Linked DNA regions of Mus musculus: region 2 is linked to region 1. A link is a contact called in public Hi-C data. All regions are on one chromosome and are shown on one strand. The core of a region is the stretch at or near the end of the contact, and the rest is flanking DNA. Distances in the headings are between cores, read along the strand shown. Region 1 overlaps Mbd5 (methyl-CpG binding domain protein 5). Region 2 overlaps Mbd5 (methyl-CpG binding domain protein 5).

Region 1 (4,109 bases), core at 838-3,337:
ACAAAGAAAATATACAATAAAAAAAAGAAAAATGTTCGAAGTCCTTAGTCTTTAGAGAAATGACAAAAGGCCTCTGAGATTCTGTCTTAAAACAGTCACAATGGACAAAATAAAAAACTCAAGTGATAGCACATACTGGAGAGGATGTAGAGCAAGGGCTATACTCCTCCACTGCTGTTGGGAGTATAATCTTGTACAACCACTTTGGGGGACATCAACCAATCCATAAAACCTTTAACACCAAATTTTTCCTGCCTACAAGTTTCACAGGGAGAAAGATGGAGCAGAGCTTGAGGGAATGGTCAACTAATGACGGCCCCAACTTGAGACACATCCCATGAGAGAGACAACCCCTGACACCATTAATGATACTCTGCTATGCTTGCAGACAGGAGCCTAGCATAACTGACTCCTGAGAGGGTTCATCTAACAGTGAATTGAAAGAAATTCAGAGACAATACAATGCTTACAGAGTAAACTAACCTGGGCCCATGGGAGCTCACAGAAACTGAGCCACCAACAAAAGAGCATGCTCTTAGCCTCCTGTACTGGCTAGTTGTGTGTCAACTTGACACAGCTGGAGTTATCCCAGAGAAAGGAGCTTCAGTTGAGGAAATGCCTCCTTGAGATCCAGCTGTAAGGCATTTTCTTAATTAGTGATCAAGGGGGAAAGGCCCTTTGTGGGTGGTGCCATCTCTGGGCTGGTAGTCTTGCTTCTATAAGAGAGCAGGCTGAGAAAGCCAGGGGAAGCAAGCCAGTAAGGAACATCCCTCCATGGCCTCTGCATTAGCTCCTGCTTCCTGACCTTCGTGAGTTCCAGTCCTGACTTCCTTGGTGATAAACAGCAGTATGGAATTGTAAGCTGAAAAAACCCTTTCCTCCCCAACTTGCTTCTTGGTCATGATGCTTGTGCAGGAATAGAAACCCTGACTAAGACACCCCCTACACATTTGTAACACACATGTAGCTTGGTCTTCATATGGGTGACTTAACGATTGGAGTAGGGGCTGTCTCTGACTCTGTTGCCTGCCATCAGATCCTCTTTCCCAACATGGGCCGCCTAGTTTGACCTCAGTGCGAGAGGATGTACTTATTGTGGTGGGAATGAATGACCCAGAGCAGGGTGGTACACAAGGGGAGGGAGATTCCTCTTCTCTGAGGAGAATGGGAGAGGGGAATTGGGGGGAAGGTATTTGTAAGGGTGGGATTTGGAGAGGAAGGAGGGGGCCTGTGATTGGGCTATAAAGCAAATAAATAAATTTAACAAAAAAAGGTGTAAGAGCATTTCATAGAATGGACAGTTGTAAAATACTGTAATGAATGAAGAAAAACTGCAAGGAAAACAAACCAAACAAAACAGGTAGAAATTCTAGAAAACTGGAAAATGATGTCTCAGTCAGTGTTTCTATTCCTGCACAAACCATCATGACCAAGAAAGCAAGTTGGGGAGGAAAGGGTTTATTCAGCTTACATTTCCACATTGAGGTTCATCACCAAGGAAGTCATGACTGAAACTCAAGATGGTCAGGAAGCAGGAGCTGATGCAGAGGCCATTCAGGGGTGCTGTTTACTGGATTGCTTGCTCTGGCTTGCTCAGTTTGCTTTCTTATAGAATCCAGGACCACCAGTCCAGGGATGGAACTGCATACAATAAGCTGTGCCCTCCCCACTTGATGATTGAGAAAAAGCCTTACAGCTGGATCTCATGGAGGCATTTCCTCAAGAGAGGCTCCCTTCTCTGTGATAACTCCAGCTTGTGTCAAGTTGACACACAAAACCAGTCAGTACAAATGACATGAGTAAATATATAAAAGACTACTTGGCATTACGATCATCAGCTAAAGTACAAACTGCTTAGTGGCAGCTGTGTATGTGGCATTCTTTCAGCCACTGAAACAATGGCAATGGTGGATAAGTGAGAATGAAAGAAGGGAGGGCTAAAGGACTGTATCCACCTGGGGTATGTGACCTGTAGCAAACAGCACCTGTGAGGTTTGTTTTTAAATCAAGTACATCCTAGAGGGCTTGGAGGGCGGCTCAGGGGAAAAGAGCATCTAGTACTTCTGAAGAGCACCTAGGTTCACTTCTCAGAATCTACATGATGGCTCCTATCCAACCCCACAGTTCCAGGAAATCTGATAAGCTCTTCTGACCTTGCAAAGCACCCGATACACATGCTTTGTTTAAGCTCACTGATGCAGGTAAAACACTCAAACACAGAACAAATACAAATAATCACATAAAATAAAAGTGAAAGAATTATGTACATACGTAATTATGGTTTTATGAGACATAAATATAATTGCTTATAGAAATACCAAAATAAGATAAGCAAGGGCAGAACTGTAGAAAGTGAAGAGATGAAGGATAAGTAGGGTATACTTAGAACCTAGTCATAAAACATTGTGCATAGTTAATGGGACAAAACCTGTTGATGCCTGGAGGCAAGGGGCTACATATGCAGAGATTAAGGAAAACTGCAGCTGTGTTATTGTATCTGTGTTTCCAGCTGGGTCAGAATGCTCTTTTGTGGGTAAACATTTTTGAAGGTGCAGCTAGGTTGCTCAGAAACTAAGGTATCAGGACACGTTCCAGTCACAAATATTCAATAATAAAGGGTATATAACCTCAAAAGATGCTGCTGGAACTGTAGTAACATTTGTGTTGTGGTTTAAATCAATCCTTCACTTTGTAGAGGATCAAGGAGGAAATTATTCAAAAAGAGAGATCTAGTCCTCCATGATCTAAGAGGAGAAAAGACTCAATGTGTTGGTTTGAATAGGTATGGCCCCTAGACTCGTGTGTGAATGCTTGGCTCACTGGAAGTGGCACTATGAGGAAGCATGGCCTTATTAGAGTAGGTGTGGCTATTTTGTAGGAAGTGTGTCACTGTGGAGGCAGGCTGGAGGTCTTATATATGCTCAAGCTACATTCAGTGTCACACAGTTTTACTCTTCTGCTTATGGATCAAGATGCAGATCTTTTGACTACTCGACCACAATATCTGCTTGCCCATTGTCATGTTCTCTGCCATGATGATAATGGACTAAACCTCCGAACCTGTAAGCCAGCCCCAATTAAGTGCTTTCCTTAAGAGTTGCCGTGGTCCTGGTTTCTCTTCACAGCAATGGAACCCTAACTAAGGTACTTCGTATATATTCATAAAATTCTTTCCACCCACAGTACAGAGCACAATGGTCTGCTACACCTTGTGATACCATGCTTTAAAGTATATACTTTGTGCTGTTTCCTTCTCCTATATAAACTTGTTTTAACTGTTTATGTCCTTTCACCGAATCCTTCTTTCATTTCAGAAGACAAGAACTTGATGGACTGAAGTATCTGAGGCCATTAGCCAAAATAAATCTAGGTTCACTCACATACTTGCACAGTGATAGAAAAGCTGGCAATATGCTCCATAACCCCTTCTTGAGTGTTATTTCAACATCTATGGGTTCTTTTTATCTTGAAAAAAAAATCCATATTGCTCCCAGGGTGGTTTTAAATGTGTAGAGCCTTTCTGAAGAGCCAGCCATGATCAATCTGTTGGACCCTCTCTAGTAAAGCCTCTTGGATGCTAGTCTCCTCTATAATGGGATATGCTTTTAAAATCTTGACTCCAACCATTTTTAAGTGAAGGCTTACATGATCTGAATTCCTTTCACACGGTTCACTCCATTAAATAACAGAAGAAACAGCTGATTAGTTAAGTATAAGCTATGTGCATTAGAAGAAATATGAAGTTATTTAGAGTCTAGGGTATAGCACTGAGACACAGTGCTTGCTTATCATGACAAGCTTAATTTGATCTCTCGGACTCTCAAAAACTACACCTACTAAGAAGGGTTAAGAACAGAGTGGTGGTAATCTTAGTAAGAAACGGAATGTAAAAAAAGTTTGTTTTCAACTTGCAACAGAAGGGTATATTGATGTAGATATTTAAAGAGACCAATAATAAAGTTTGATACATAGTAGGCTCTCAGCAAGTATGTGCGGAACAAAGTGAGCACATTATTACAAGCTAAGGAGCCTCAATTAGGGTCAGGAGGGAAGAGGGATATTTAGAATCATAAGTGAGCTGCATACTTACTTTACTTTTATTAATTATA
Region 2 (4,109 bases), core at 848-3,347, 140 kb before region 1:
CCACACATGTTTTTAAAACAAGCACAAATTCAGAAATGAGGAGTTATGTAATTGAGGAAAGAGTCTTTATCCACAACAGCAAATTAGTGGTTTGTGGATCAACTATGGCCTGAAAACCTGTTTTACTAGCTGTAAACAGGTTTGTGTGTAAGTGCTTTAATACCTTTGAAACCACTGTAAACATGAGAAATTCTAGATTTTGGTTCTCAAGAGAGTTGAGGCAACTCCAGTGCCCCTTCCCACATGGCTCAACTCTGCTCAGTGCAAAGGAGAAAGCACGTCTGAAGAATACATTCCAAGATGGCCTCATTAGGTACCAATGCCTGGTGGCACAAAGGCCAAATGCCCCAAGGTAGAGAGGCATGAAATGAAGGCCAACCCATTTTCATATTTTTCTTGGGAAGGTAAATCATTAACTGCATTTCCACACCCACTTGAGTTGAGGACGTCTGAGCTCATAGGAGCTACACTGACATTTCTTCATGCCTTCTCTCGTTACTATCAAGCAGGACGCAAAGGATATACAAAGATGGGGTGAGCACATCAAGGTCTCAAGGAGCGGTGGGCACTCCACAAAGAAGGGATCTAGGTCTGGAAGTGGCCAAGTAGAGTTACACCTTCCTCTGCAGGCACCAGAATCAAGTGAGCCATGGCCTATGTTTCAACAGGCTCAGCAGCAGGCACATTTTTGTTGGCAACTCTCAATTCTAGAATTGTTGCTCTCATTCCTGATCCTCTTTACTGACAGACTACACACACACACACACACACACACACACACACACACACATGCCTGGTTCTAGAGGATACTGTAGTTGATGGCTACAAGTTTACCAGGAAACTTAGGTTTCCTGGCAAAATCCAATCATAGGTTAGATTAACACATGTCTATGACCTGTGCCAATGGCAACATCTTGAGGCTCCCTAACTGTTACCCATCATGAAGCAGCCAATGGATGGGTTGTAAGTTTCAGATGGCCTAAGTAAATGGCTTGTCATTGCTATGCAGCCTGAAATAATGCTTATTTTAAAGAGATTACTAACATTATATTTATGTGTTTGAGTCTGTATGTGATGGAGAGAGAGCTTTATACCTCTCATCTCAAACTAATGGATGCATAGGTCAAACAAAGTGTGAAGAGAAAGCACATCTCTTCCTTAATCATGAGATTTACAGTTACTAGTAACAGAAATATGCACAAATCATCTCAATTTTAAGGTAGCAGAAGGAAAATAAGAAGTTAATATACTCTCTAAATTGACCAATCTTTTTAATCCTACTTTTTTTTTTTTTAATGTATGGAGTGAGGTTGCATTGCTGAATATTTTGGCTATAGTGATGGTCACTGCAACTCACAGTCAAACTCAGAAAGTTGGGGTTGGGACCTCACCATACTGCTGCTGCCACTTAATGAACCTTTTTAAGAAAACAAAAGTTACTTATCTCAGAAAAAAAAAATCCATAGCTAATACAGGCTCCCTTCCCTTAAATTCTTTTCTGCCGCCAGTCTTTTGCTTGCCTGGCAGTTTAGTATTGCTATGAGAGTTGCTTTACAATGTTCAAGAGATTTTTTTAACAAAAAAAAAGTGTTAATGCAATTTATTTTCAAAGAAACTAGAATAATGGAAAAAAATAAATTGACTTACAGTCCCAGACATTTTGTCCAGTTCGCTCATGGCCTCGTGAATAGCAGCTTCTAAATGGTTATTTAGTTTCCCACTTCTGGAAGCAATGAAAACAACATACCAAATTAACAAATTAAAGAAACAAAAGCCTCAATTTAATTCCCTAATCAGAAGACAAAAATATCAATTCTACCAGAGAAAGTCAATCTAGATTCACATCTGGGAAGTTCAGGCGATAGAGCATCGTCCTGGGGTTCCCAGCACTGAACGCTAACCATTAAAGTAACACGGCCGCTAAGGTTAGCACAGGAAGTCCCCTCCACTGTGTGTTTCTTCTGCATTTCATGAAGAGGACTGGGTCAGGAGCTCTGTGGTCTCCAAAGCTGTGCTTCCTACCAGGAAACAGGCCGTGGCCAGGACACCGAGGCTGAACTGCAAGTTCTGGCCACTAGGGAGCTCCCTCCACCCTTTCTGGATCATCTCAGCTAAGCACAATTGAGCAAAACGAAAGCTACATTTTGGTGCGTGGCTAAGAACAGCTTATTACCTCGTTACACCTGAGGCTCGGAGGCTGGTTTCGCCACAGTTCCCTTTAAACCGAAATGACGTGATCCTTTCAACAGACACACAAGGACTGTCTCAGAAGCTTCTGACTATTGCTTTCCGATCAGCATTCCATGAGTAACATCCCATATGTGCCATTTTTAAAAAAACGATATCGATGAAGCTGTTGTGCCGGTTAGGACAGTCAGGCAGTTCTCTGTGGCTATACATTCTTTGCCTACCCTACCTTATTTCTCATGTACATATGTAAATCTTACGCCACAATCTTCTAAATATGCAGGCAATCTGCTAGCATTCATCCCATCAGGACAACTGACAGGAAAGCCCTGAAGTCAGGAAACTCCTATAGTGAGCTATCTGTTACCATGGCTTCCCAAGAGTTAAGTCCTATCTATCTATCTCGGTGTCTACATGGAGGTTGGAAATTTGCAGCCGTGGGAGAAAACGCACGTTAACTTCAGTGTAATGCCTTCAGGTGAAGTCTCTCCACTTACCACAGTGTTCCCAAGGCTTTATCCACTATAGAAAACGACCTGATAACTCCTCTATTTTGTTTTCCCTGTGCTTTACAGACACTTAGTTGTTCATCTTTGAGTATTACACTTTTAGGCACACCATGAAGGCTCCACATATTTGCTAAGTGGATTTGTCCACAGTGAACATAAATGGTCCTATATCTTATTAAAACAACTGTGCAGTTAAGTCAGTTCTATTGGAAGGATAGATCAACCTACTAACTTAAACCAGTTGTAAGGACACTACCAACAATTCCCTCCAGCATGCTCTTAATGATCTTCCCCACCCTGCAAATGCAGAGAAGTTCAGGGAACAAAGTAATCCCAACATACCCACTCTCCAGAATGGGTTGTTAATAAATGACATGTTCTTATTAAGTATTCTTTTAATCAAAAAGATAAATCTAGTATTTCTACGTGGTCACTATTCTCAGTCACACTCACTCCCCTATGTCTCCCTAGCTCATGTTTTATATGATACACCATGGACAGAATCGCTTTATGTACTTATACATATAAAAAGCTGTCATGATACACAATTCATCTGTTCCTGCTCCTGTATCATCATCACCATCACCACCACCACCACCACCATCATCACTACTACTATTTTGAGATAGGGTCTTGCCAATGTCGACCTGGAACTAACTCACAATGCTAGGATGGAAGGCATGCATCACTACATCAGTGTTCCTGTATCTTTATTTGGGACATCATGGTACTTGATATAAATCTTTCATTCCTTCTCCCCAGTGCATGGCATTTTTACATATATACCTCCTGCCATTCCAGGGTTAGGGAGCCCTGCATCTTTTAGTGTGAGTCACTGTGCTGTTTGTCCAGGGAGGAGTTTGCTAAGTGTGATCCCCGGTGGCTGAGAGGAAACTCAAGTCCAGGTCTCTGGAACCATCTACGTTTGGCTATTTGGTGAGAATCCTGATGAAGTCATCCACAGGGAAACTGCCCAACAACATCACACTTCTGCAGTGCATTCAGTAGGTTTATCTTTAATCTGTCATTTTGACTGAGACACAGGCATTTAATTTTTTCAAAATTAAAAAAATTGTACTTATGTTGTTTGAGTGTCTTGTTTACAAGTATGTTTGTACAGCATGAACATGCCTAGTGTTGGGGTGTTGGATGCCCTGGGACTGGGTTTATAGATGGTCGTTAGCTTTCATGTAGGTGCTAGGAATTGAGCCTCAGTCTTCTAGAAGAACAGCTAGTGTTCATAACTACAGAAATATTTCTGTATTTCAGTCCCCGTATGTATTTAAGTGTCAAGGATATTTCATTTTTATGTATTTTGATTATAACATATTATGGATTAAAATAGACTACACCTAAATAGTTCTATTTAGCTAAGAAAAAAAAAGATTAAACATTTCATTTAAAAAAAATCCA

The links. A called contact is a pair of places that touch in the nucleus more often than the background predicts.
Region 2: a Hi-C map of uterus shows a contact between it and region 1, with 2.9 times the contacts expected there. The contact joins two enhancer-like sites. A contact is called at or near these places in 2 of 484 Hi-C or Micro-C datasets (liver and uterus).

The regions. Positions count from the first base shown.
Region 1 is chr2:49,175,224-49,179,332 of GRCm38.p6, reverse strand. All of the region lies in intron 6 of Mbd5 (methyl-CpG binding domain protein 5), which reads right to left. Among named protein-coding and RNA genes, the nearest start is that of Gm25215, 220 kb to the left of the region's middle. Within about 2 kb of position 2,087, at least 10 of the 459 cell types and tissues checked have an H3K27ac peak or open chromatin away from gene starts, as enhancers often do. A contact at or near this core is called in uterus, where this site is marked.
Region 2 is chr2:49,311,264-49,315,372 of GRCm38.p6, reverse strand. It overlaps Mbd5 (methyl-CpG binding domain protein 5), which reads right to left. Exons shown (of 17, transcript NM_029924.2): 16 at 1,648-1,723. Among named protein-coding and RNA genes, the nearest start is that of Gm25215, 85 kb to the left of the region's middle. Within about 2 kb of position 2,097, at least 94 of the 459 cell types and tissues checked have an H3K27ac peak or open chromatin away from gene starts, as enhancers often do. A contact at or near this core is called in uterus, where this site is marked.